Regions from separate parts of the Rattus norvegicus genome. Here region 1 is linked to region 2. A link is a contact called in public Hi-C data. All regions are on one chromosome and are shown on one strand. Each heading gives the region's core, a stretch centred on a gene start, on an enhancer-like site or on the middle of the called end of the contact. The rest is flanking DNA. Distances are from core to core; before and after follow the strand shown. Region 1 holds the start of Peli2 (pellino E3 ubiquitin protein ligase family member 2). Region 2 has its middle 82 kb from the start of Peli2.

Region 1 (5,372 bases), core at 703-3,202, 80 kb after region 2:
GACTGGCTTCCCAGTCTGCAAGCTTGCAAGGTTTACAGTGATTGACAGAACTGATACACTTACAAGTCCAGAGTTGCCTAAGATCAAAGCCTCCACAGATACAAAAACTCGGAGAAAGCAGAACTACCTGTAAGTAACTTCCACAAAGACAGACTAAAGCTCTACCAACATGCTGGGAGAGAACAGAAAGATGCCCCTGTGGAGGGCGGAGGTGTCTGGACCAGCTGACAGCAATGGAGGAGTGTCTCTGCCAAAGCTTGGGACAGCTTATAGGAAGCACTCAGCCTCGAGTTTGGGACTTAGTAGGAGGTTAATAAATATTTGTTTCCATCCTCCTAACAGCAGATGCAGAGCGCAGCAAGGAAGAAACGAGCCAGAAGAGTGAAATGCAAGCACAAAAGCACAGCGTGCCAAGAGAGAAGGGGGTAATTGTAGCCTAGAGATCAGTGGCAGCAACAGAGCAGACTGGGGGAAGTTCACATGACAGAGAGAGGTACTATAATTAGGGAGATGGGTAACTGTGACGGGACTCAGAGGGTTGCTGACAGTCACATAGACGATATAGTAAGTGGGACCAGGGAGTAAGGAAACCTACACCCATCCTACGGAAATCTACCAACACTGGATGAAGAGAAAGAACTCAACTGTCTAAAGGAGGGTCGCTGGCTAAACCTTTACATTTTCATAACAGAGAAAAGCACAGAGGATAAGCTGGATAGCTAGTTGCCTTCAGTCTAAGAATAGAATTTCTGTAATTAGCGGAAATAAGGTAATTGTTTAATAAAGTTTATTTTTGGCTCATCAATAGCGGAGTAATTTATCTCCAAAGCCTCAATTAAAAGAAGAAAAGCCAGTTACTAACTGAAGTAAAATTCCAGAAAGCGTCATGTCACTACAGTAATAGCCTGTCAGAGAGCGACACATGCACGATGCTGAGCAGTAGAATGGAAGGCTACCCGTGCAATTATTTCTTTTTTAGCTTTTTACTTAGAGTCATAGCCTAAGTGTGTGTGTGTGTGTGTGTGTGTGTGTGTGTGTGTGTGTGTGTGTACACTCGCTGTTTATACACTGGGTAGCTTTTGCAGTATTTATTTCTTTAAATATTTAACAGTCTGGAAAGGCAGTGACAGGAATAATATGTAGTGTCTCTAGCATGTTGCAAGGGCTTAATAAATGCTAGAATAATAAATTCCTCTATGATGAAAAACAGCAGTCAGTAAAACTATCACAGCCCACAATATTTTAAAGACACAGCAACATAAAAAAATCATAAAATACAAACGGTGCCTTGATTAAGCCCTGGAAAGAAAGGAACATTTGTATTCATTAAAAAAAAAAATCAGCCTAGGTAATTCCCTTTTAAATTCCCCAGGGGGTTGAAAGAAGGGACAGAGATGTGAATAAGGGATTAAAAGTAACTTTTCACTTTTCTTTTCCCTTTTTCCTTTCCTCCTTCTCTCTCTCTCCTTTCTTTCCTCCCTTCGTTCTTTCTCTTGGTACACCCCGTGAAATGGTGGGGAGCTCTTGGGGTTCTTCGATTATCCCACCCACCCCCACCCATGGGCAGATTCTTTCTCCTTTCAAGCCCCCCCTCAAAGGCTTGGCTTTGAAAGCAGACACCCCCAGATCAGGGCGCGCAGCACCCTGAGCTGGGGGCGGGGAGGGGCAAGACGCCTGGCTTCCAAGCAGGCGGGGCCAGGAGCCCCGGGCACGCGGCTGAGGACGAAGACCCCGCGCTCCAACTTTCCACAGGAAGTGAGGAGAAAAACAGAGCTGCCCCTTTAAGGGCTTCCCTTCCCCTTTACTCTATGTTTACATAACACGGGGCGCTCGCGGGCCGCGGGGGCTGGCGGGCGGGGGCCGCGGGAGCGCGGAGGCGCGGGCGGCGGCGCGGCCGTCCCACCTGCCCGGCCCGCTCAGCCCCCCGGCGGCGCGCGCTCCTCCTCCCGCGGGGCTCCGGTCGCCGCTCGCATTCCTAGTCCGGTCCCGCTCGCAGCGGCGGAAGAGCGTGTAGCTCCGGGGAAGCCGGCGGGCGACGCTCGCAGCCACGACGGAGCAGCCGCGGGACTGGCCGCCCCGCGCCCCGTTCGCCGCCGTGCCGTTTCCCGGCGCGCTCACCCCGTTCTCGGGATGGGAGTGTAGCGGCGGCGCGGACTCGGCGGGGATCGCGGCGGAGGCGGCTGCGGCGGCGGCCGAGCACGGCTCCATGTTTTCACCCGGCCAGGAGGAACCCAGCTCCCCCAACAAGGAGCCGGTGAAATACGGGGAGCTGGTGGTCCTGGGGTGAGTTGAGGACGCGGGCGGCGGGGCGTCGCGGAGGGATGCGCTCCTGAGGGCCCGGGTCCCCGGGGCGCTCGTTGCTGCGGCCCGGAGGGCGCTCCTGCACCGCGCGGGGTCGCTCGGTGCAGCCGGGAGCCCGTGGCCGCTGGGGACTTCTCGTTCCTGAGGACCGCGAACGCGGAGCCCTGTCCCCGGAGCCCAGAGCCCAGTCCGCGGGGGTTAAGCATTGTTCCAGTCTGTGACCCGGGCGGCCGGCTGGCCTCCGCTTCTTTGGCGCCGGGAGTGAGATCGGCCAAGGGCCTGGACCTGGTCCTGGTTTTCCCGGGTCCTCTCAACAACGTTTCCCGGATCCCCCGGGTGTCCATACCTCTTGGGTCTCCGTACCCCTTGATCCCCTTACCCCTGGGGTCCCTGCACCCCTCGAGCCTCGGCCTTGCCGATGCCCCCGCCAGCGGCGGGGAGCTCGCCACCCTGCCCGCCTTGGCTTCCACTCCGCTGGTAAAAATCACATTGTGAAGATAGTAATTATCCACAATCGTTAAACGGCAGCAATTAAGAGACTTCATCTACTTCCCGAGTTTCCTTGTGACATTTCTATTGTTTACCCTTAATAAACCCGGAGGGAGGCTTCGCAGGATTAAAGCAGGTTAAAGTGGGCAATGAAAAGGGTGTGGGTGGGGGAGGCGGAAAGTGCAGGAAACTCGGCGCTGGAGCAACTTGGGTTTAGTGCTGCAGGGGAAGGATTGTTTTCCCTTTGGATGTGCCGCTCTGGGGAACCCGCGCTTTTGTCCTCTGTTGAAAGATCTGTATTCAGACCCACACGGGTGCTGATGGGTGGACTTAGAGACACGCGAGGAAGCGACCCCCCCTCCCCCACCAGCAGAGACTCAGGGAACTCTGAGAAACGTGTTTTGATTACTACCTCGAAGTAAGTGCCGACTTAAAAAAAAATTTTTTTTAAAGACTTAAGCTCGTCGTCTAAAGTTTCCTAGCCTTCCTCATTTTGTTGCTAGCATTTCTGCGGGGGGGTAGCACTGGAAACACCGTTGCTTATTTGGAAGCTCAGCAGTCGAACGCCTTCCGCACCTGCATGGGAATTGCTTGCGCTTAGGAGACAGATGTCAGAGTTCGCTGGGAAGAGGAGGGGATAAGAGGGGAGTGGGGGCGGGGGGGAGCCACAGTTTAGTCTGTCTTATGTAACTTCAGCCCAGCCAGATTTTGTGGAGTTTGGTTTTGTTTATGTGGCTGGCTTCAGACTATGCTTAACACTGTGGATTTGACACAGAAGATTATGCCAGAGCCATTTCATTATTTCCTTTTGAGGCAATCTTCTGGGGTGTTTCAGAGCTGTGTAGAGTAAGCTCGGAGAGAGGTTTGTGCTCATAACTAAAAGCGTAGGACACTCCCAATGCCAGGAAAAGAGTTTGTATCCCGGACTGTTGTAATTTAGTGTCTGTGTAACCACATTACCTGTAACACCTGCTCCGTCCTTTACGAATGCTTTTCCTGGATCCGCGATGGCTTAGTGGTTTCTTACCGAGTAGTTGGGAGGCCGGCAGGGCAGTTATCCGCGCACCTACCACATGCCAACACTGTTTGGACATTGGGTATCATCCAGTGGCGGACAGAGAGAGAAACCCGAAAGTGGCTAATGATGTCTGTGTTGTCCCCAACTGAAGTTAGTTAACAGTGAGGCACTGCCGTTGTGGGGGCGGGGTGGGGGGGGGATGCTGCTTCTTGCCAGCTTTAGGAAGGTCTTTAAGGAAGAAAAAATGGGAGCAGCAGATGCTGGTCTGGCTTGTGTATGCCTGAATTGTGGCCGCGGCCCCCTCCCCCTCTTTCTTTCAGATTTCAGACTCTGGCCACATTGGGCACGCTAAAGAGGACCTGAAAAGTAGTGAACTAGTTAGATTTTCACCAAGTCTCACCCAGTTCTGCCCACTGGACTTGAGAGAATGCCTTCTGGACCTTTAAAATAACAAGTGCATTTCAATGAAAAAGAAAAAAAGCCATTACTTTGCATGCCCGGTCCTTTGGGGTATACATATTGGTGAGCAGAGACTGTCTAGGAAATTTTCTTGGTGAAATTATTCTTGGGGCTAAAGATGCTCACAGCATCTGATGATGTTAGCCTATTTTGTTTACTTGGAAAGTACAGTGACTTTATTTTAACTGTAGAGTGATTGTCCTTTTCTCTGTGTTCTGAATCACATGGTAAAATGTTACCTAGGACATTCCGAGAGCAAACCGTCAAGTTGGTTCAGACCTAGATCTGCGTATGTGTGATTCTTGTTATAGGTTGAACAGCAGGGGAGAATGCCATGTAGGATTTTAGTGGGGTCATCACTTTCTGTTCAGTTTGTGGGATTGGAATTATTTGGTAATTCTAACTAGTTACTGTTGTCATGGTCGCAAGTCCTTGGTGTGTCCACTGCTTAATTGAAGTTGGAGAAATGATTGGCCGTTTGCTCCTTTTAGCTGAGAAGTATTAATTTGGCTATCACTTTAAAGTTGGGGGAGTGGTTTGGGATTTAAAAGTCATTCAAGGTAGTGGAGCCCTGATTAAAGTCTTTTTTTTTTCTTTCTGACCCACTGGCTCTGTGATTATTGATTTAGTTCCTTCCTCTCTGTTTCTTCAGCAATATCAAAATAGTCTCCAAGGAACCTCTCCGGGGTGTCCTCTGTTACTCTGTGCGTTCGCTCAAATGTGGAACACGCACAGTTAACAAATTCTAAGTAGCTTGATATTTGTTGATTCTCGTGAGTCTTAAAGTGATAGTGCTAGAGTTCACACGGGCACACATCCTTCGTGGAAGAGCAGTCAGTGCTGGGCTCTGGGGCGTGGGAGGTATAGGTCAGTGAGCAAGTTTTTGCTGCACAAGCAAGGGGATCCATGAAAAATGCGTTCGATCACTTCTGTGATCACTTCTGTAACCGCAGCACTGGGGAGGCAGAGACATGTGGATCCCTGGGGCTCCCAGTCTGGCCAGTCTAGTCCAAATGGCCAGCTCCAAATCCAGTGAGCGATCCCTCTCAAAAATTACAGTGAAGGGTGACAGAGAAAGACACCGTACCCTGCCTGGCCTCTGGCT
Region 2 (5,683 bases), core at 3,064-5,563:
TTGACATATATTTAATGTGTCTGTATATAAGACAAGTAAATTCTGGTGTCATTAATGGAATACAACACGACGGGAGTCATATTGTTTTCTTTTTCTGACTTTAATGGTGGAAAATGTCACCTGAGATCCTTCCGCCTTGGAGTGGGTCTTTTTGTTACTTTCCTATACTGGGTCTGTGTGTGTGTGATTTGTGTGTCTGTGTGCACGTCCCATGACACATACATGACATAAATCGATGCCTGTCCCTGGACAGGTGCTAGCCTGAATATGCTTCGTGTCTCTTGCCAAGCTCCTAGGAGGCCAATCCATGAAGTCTCAGGTGATCGGTATTAAAAGAAGCCCTGACTGTGGTGCTTAAGGTGGGGACTGGGGCTAGAGAGAGGCCTCAGGTTAAGAGCACTGACTGCTCTTTCAGTTGACCTGGGTTCAATTTTCAGCACCCACGTGGTAGTTTACGGCCATCTGAAGCTCTTCCTTGTGGTAATCCAGTGCCACCTTCTGCTCCCCTGGGGGCACCAGGCACACAGATGGCGCACAAACATATGTGGAGGTAAAACATGCACGGGCAGAGTTTTTAAGTGGAGGTGGGGCTCTGGAAGTGATTGGATTAAATTCCTGAAATGACACCCCCGGATTCAATCCCAGGCTTTACAGAAAGAAGAGAGTCTATCTCCATAATGTTGATATGTGTGCAGGATTCAATCCCAGGGCTTTACAAAGGAAGAGAGGCTATCTCCATAATGTTGATATGTGTGCACTTCTACCATGATGAGAGGCAGCCAAGGGGACCACTTACCAGGGCCTACACCATGGCCTTTGGATCTTGTATGAATATAACTGAGTCAGAATAAACCTCTGTCTGTATGATGTGGCTTTCTTTGGTTACTAACTTAAAGATTTAAAAGATAGAGGGGAGAAAAGTATGTTGCCAAAAAGATTTATATTACATGATATATTTGGTAGAAAAACACAAAATGATATTATAATATATGTTGTTCATAAATAGGCATGGATAAAGCAAAAGAATTTAAAATAGACATGAGCTTAATTAACAGAAAAGGTTAACTATAGGGAAAAAATAATGAGAATGAGTAAAGGTGGGAAATTAAATTATATTTCAACCATAATATCCATATATATATATATATATGCCTGAGGTAAAAATCCAAGGCCATAATGTCCCTTTCTTTTACTGGATATGTGATGTGTATACAGTTGTTTTATATGGTTCTGTTAATATTCTCATATTTCAAAGCTTACAGAACAATCCTGAAGGAAACCAACACCCAAACCCAGCCTGTTAGACAGCTCCACCCCCACAGGAATAGACCTAGGTCTCTACATACTCAATGTCAAGTTCATGTACGCTGCCCAGGGCCCCAGCGAGCACCTCGACCGTGCCTCCTGGTTATGTGTAATGCCACAGCAGGCTCCTAATTTGCTCCCACTTTTGTGGCCTTAGTCTTGTCTCAGTCGGTTTTGTTCTGCTGTAATTGAACATACCCCCAAACTGGGTAATCTATAAAACACGAAAACTTCTTTTTTTCACCCTGTACAAAATCAGAAACTTATTTCTTCCAACCTGTACAACGAGAAATCTAAAATCGTGGTGCCAGCCACAAGCGAGAGCATTTCTGCTCTTTCACCTCAAGGAAGAAATATGGAGGACGTGTGAGGTAGAAAGAGTGGGAAGAAAGAAATCTGAATCACCCCTTTGGTTAGGAACATGTTCCTGGACTAGCATCCCCCATTTCTAAGATGACTGCATCCAGCCATTTATGAGGGGACCATCTCTGTGACCTAGTCACTTCTGAAAGCCCTTTCTCCCAACTGTTACAATGGCCATTCGATTTTGACACAAAATTTTAAGGGCATTCAAACCATGGCAGTCTCTCTAAGCAAATGCCACTTACTGACATTTTATTTATTTGATCACTAGACTGTGTCCCAGTAGTCTCAAAGTTAATGGGATAAGCTTGTAAGTGTCTAATGTGTTTGGACTGTGTGTGTGCATGTGTCACCCTGTGTGCCAGTACAGGCACAGGGCAGTCGTGTGAGGTCAGAGGGCAACTGCTGGGGTTGGTCCTTGATCTCCACAGACAATATTAACTTTATAAAGAAGGTAGCAACGTGATGTGGATGTGGGAATTACCTTAGCTGTATGATTTCCAATGTTACCGCAATCTGGCTACCTGTGACAGGACAAGACAGTCTAGGCTTCATGAGTGACAGTTTTCTGTCAGAGATAGGTCAGTAATGACTGACCCCTTTCAAAGAAAGACCCTAGAGAAACTAAGGAGTCCCCTAAACTATGCTACAACTGTTACAACTCTCAAGACCTTTTGGCATTTGGCTATTTCATCCCCCAAATGAACGAAGGACTAAACTTCCCAGGAACTCACAGACCATCAGAACAACTTGTTCTTCACTAGATCATGTAACACCTTCCTGAGTTCATGAGAAACCAGTCCTATGTTTGATATGACTCCTCCCTACTTTCCTCACTGGGTCAGACAAGGACAACAGAGGACATTAAAGAACCCGTGTTTTTAGTCTATCCTCTGAATCTGTGCTTTTGTGTGGAGGAAAAGATTCACATTTCACTTCTGGAACTAGAGAATGCCCTCAGACACACACAAGAGAGACCTTTGGTGCAAAGTTCCCTATGGCGATGACAAATGAGCCTCAACCTGCAATTTGGCCTTCTACTCATTCACAGAGACATTGTGGTCAGCAGCAGAGTGAGCTGGGGTTCGGCAGCTCAGGGCCCCGGCAGCACAGAGATGCCTCTGTAGAGATGGAACTTGGCTCCCGGTCCTCTGGCCACCTGTAGAGGTAGGAATCCATTGGTCTTATTGTTGGGAAATTGGAGAGATGCCATTGTACCTCAAGGCCAGAGATCTTGTCATTGTTCTGGGGAAAAAAGAGGAGGAGGAGGAGGAAGAGGAGGAGGAGGAGGAGGAGAAGGAGGAGAAGGAGAAGGAGGAGGAGGAGAAGGAGAAGGAGGAGAAGGAGAAGGAGGAGGAGGAGAAGGAGGAGGAGAAGGAGAAGGAGGAGAAGGAGAAGGAGGAAGAGGAAGAAGAGGAGGAGGAGGGAATAGGGGGTAGAAGGAAAGAGGAGGAATGAGGAGGAAAGAGGAGGAGGAAGAAGGGGAGAAGGAAGATGAGAAGGAAGACTACAAGGAGGAGGAAGGGGAGGAGAAGTGAGGACAGGAAAGGAAAAAAAGGAGAAGGAAGAGGAAAAAGGAAGAGGAGGGGAGAAGAAGGGAGAGGAAGAGGAAGAGAAGGGGAGGAAGAGGAAGAAGAAAGAGGAAGAGGAAAAGGAAGGAGAAAGAGGAAGAGGAAAAGGAAGGAGAAAGAGGAAGAAGAAGAGGAGGAGGAGGAAGAGGAGGAGGAGGAGGAGGAGGAGGAGGAGGAGGAGGAGGAGGAGGAAGGATTTTCTATATCTCTATATTTCTCCCAGGCAGAAAATGGACATAGAGAAGTAGGGTTTATTGAGCCTGTAGAATGACAGTGCTTAAAATACAGCTTGTTCTGCTTCATACAACGACCAACTAATGCCAGCACCAGAGCTTATTCAGGAAGACTCTGGTTATTAGCTGTTGTACCATATCCAGAATCTCTCTCTCTCTCTCTCTCTCTCTCTCTCTCTCTCTCTCTCTCTCTCTCACACACACACACACACACACACACACACACACACACAGTGCCACCCCATAGCTTTCTGAACCAGACTTCTGGTTCCCTGTGATTGCTTGTCTCTAGCATATACTAAGGTCATCCCAACCTATCAGTTCTTCCAACATGTCTCTGTGGGTGTAAACACTGGATAAGATTCAAGTCCCTTGTGTTTCCCTGGTCACTTCAGTCCCCATATAAATGAGTAGATAGGAAGAGAAATGTCAAGAGGGGATGAAAAGTCTACATCTACTGGCCTAGGACCGCAAAGGCTCAGTTTCTACCTAAACCTAGTGGGGCCTCTGTTGTTAGGGCATTTCTTTCACTTTCCTTCATGTATTTCCGTGTGGATAACAGTTCATTCCATTATCACATGCACTGTTACAAGATATTCATGTGTTACCTAGACACAGCAGTCAAAACTCAGTGAATTCCAGTTGAATCCGCAGTTTATAGCACAGAGAATTTAGTTACAGAAGGCAGGTGGAAGGTGAAGCTTTAGTGACTGTGAGAAGTGACCTGGCAGGTTCTGAGTCTTGGAGGAAAGTTAATGACCCAGGCAAATGATTCAGAGACAGAGTGGGCATGGTACCTACGGGCAGGGATTAGGGAACTGGCTCCAGGGCAGAGTTTGCAGTGGAAACCTACTCTGGTAGGTGGAGCAGAGAAGTTCATAGTCCAGAACATTCCAAAGGGAGGCAGAGGAACCAAGGGAAGTTGTTTAATGAGTATAGGAAGATCTGCCCACTATGAACATGATGTGAGTTTATAACCAGGTCAAAAGAGTGAAAGACAAGAGAGAATTATGGAGAAATAGGTCAGAAATTGCTACAGCAACTCAAACAAGACAGTCTTTATTTGAGATGAAGAGAGAGAAGGACAAATTTAAGAATAGCCCATTGTACGGGGTTATTGAATAATAAGGTTGAAAGAGCCCAAGAAGCCTTCGAGATGAAGCCCGGTGCAGATGGTACAGTTGAAGAGAAAACCCAGTTTGAAAGCAGAGACAGGTTCTTCTGGAACATGCAGCATTTGAGGTGGTGGTAGGGTTTGTAATGTGACCAAAGACAACGAATTTAAAGAAATGCATATGTTAAGTGCAAAGCTGGAACTCGACTTGAGAAGAGCAGAGGACCCACATTGTCACTTAAGCTTGAGGTATCTGGGATTTCCCATAGGCATAAATAAAGAGGTGTTAGGAACTAGAAATAAGAGGGGACACCATTCTGCCTTGTGGGAGTCTCTGTGGCAGCTGATTGGTTTCTTTCTCAGTGTATCTCATCTACATCACATCAGCATCAGGAGCGTGGACCCCACAGATAAGAATAGAGGAAGCTACCTGGGTCCCCAAGGCTTTGCATATACTCTAGTCAAAGACAGTGCTTAGCTAACATCCCATCATGCTGCTGGAATGCTTGGGTCATAAATTTGAGTAGACTCAATCATGTAAAGAGGAAACTATTTTAATCATAACTGTGTTCTAGGAGACCCTTTCAACTAACTGGACATCTTGTGAGTTTGAGTCACACGAAACTGAGCTTGGAGCTTTAAGGGTTTGACTTTAAAGATTTGACTTCCAGGAGGAATTTGGAGAATGGGCATTAGAGTTGGGTAACCTGGGCTGTGTGATATGGGCTGAAACGTGCCTGAAATATCTTTACAGGGAATGGGCAGTATGAGACTTTTATAGCGTACCATCCTAGAAGGCTAATGTTCAACAGTCACTGAAATCTTAGGATCTCCTCCACTTTAGAATAGAGAGCACATGTTAAAATACAACTAAAAACCATATAGGAATCATGCAAGAGAAAATTTGGTAAGTTTGACTTATAGACATCAAAAGCAGCATCGGGCCAGCAAGATGGCTCAGCAGGGCAAGTCTGATGACCCGTGTTCAAATCTCCAGGACATATGTGAGGGTGGAAGGAGAGAAGTGACTTCCTCTGACCCCCCCTCCTCTCTCTTATTTTATCTATCTGTCTGTCTGTCCGTCCATCTGTCCATCC

Evidence for each region. Hi-C and Micro-C count contacts between places; a contact is called where the count stands out from the background.
Region 1: a Hi-C map of kidney shows a contact between it and region 2, with 2.6 times the contacts expected there. The contact joins the promoter of Peli2 here to the enhancer-like site in region 2. A contact is called at or near these places in 1 of 12 Hi-C or Micro-C datasets (kidney) and 1 of 1 datasets of contacts at active chromatin or transcription factors (oligodendrocytes).

The regions. Positions count from the first base shown.
Region 1 is chr15:23,871,032-23,876,403 of GRCr8, forward strand. It overlaps Peli2 (pellino E3 ubiquitin protein ligase family member 2), which reads left to right and starts at 1,953. Exons shown (of 6, transcript NM_001107259.1): 1 at 1,953-2,283. The coding sequence starts at 2,207.
Region 2 is chr15:23,788,503-23,794,185 of GRCr8, forward strand. No RefSeq gene overlaps it. Among named protein-coding and RNA genes, the nearest start is that of Peli2, 82 kb to the right of the region's middle. Within about 2 kb of position 4,314, at least 2 of the 93 cell types and tissues checked have an H3K27ac peak or open chromatin away from gene starts, as enhancers often do. A contact at or near this core is called in kidney, where this site is marked.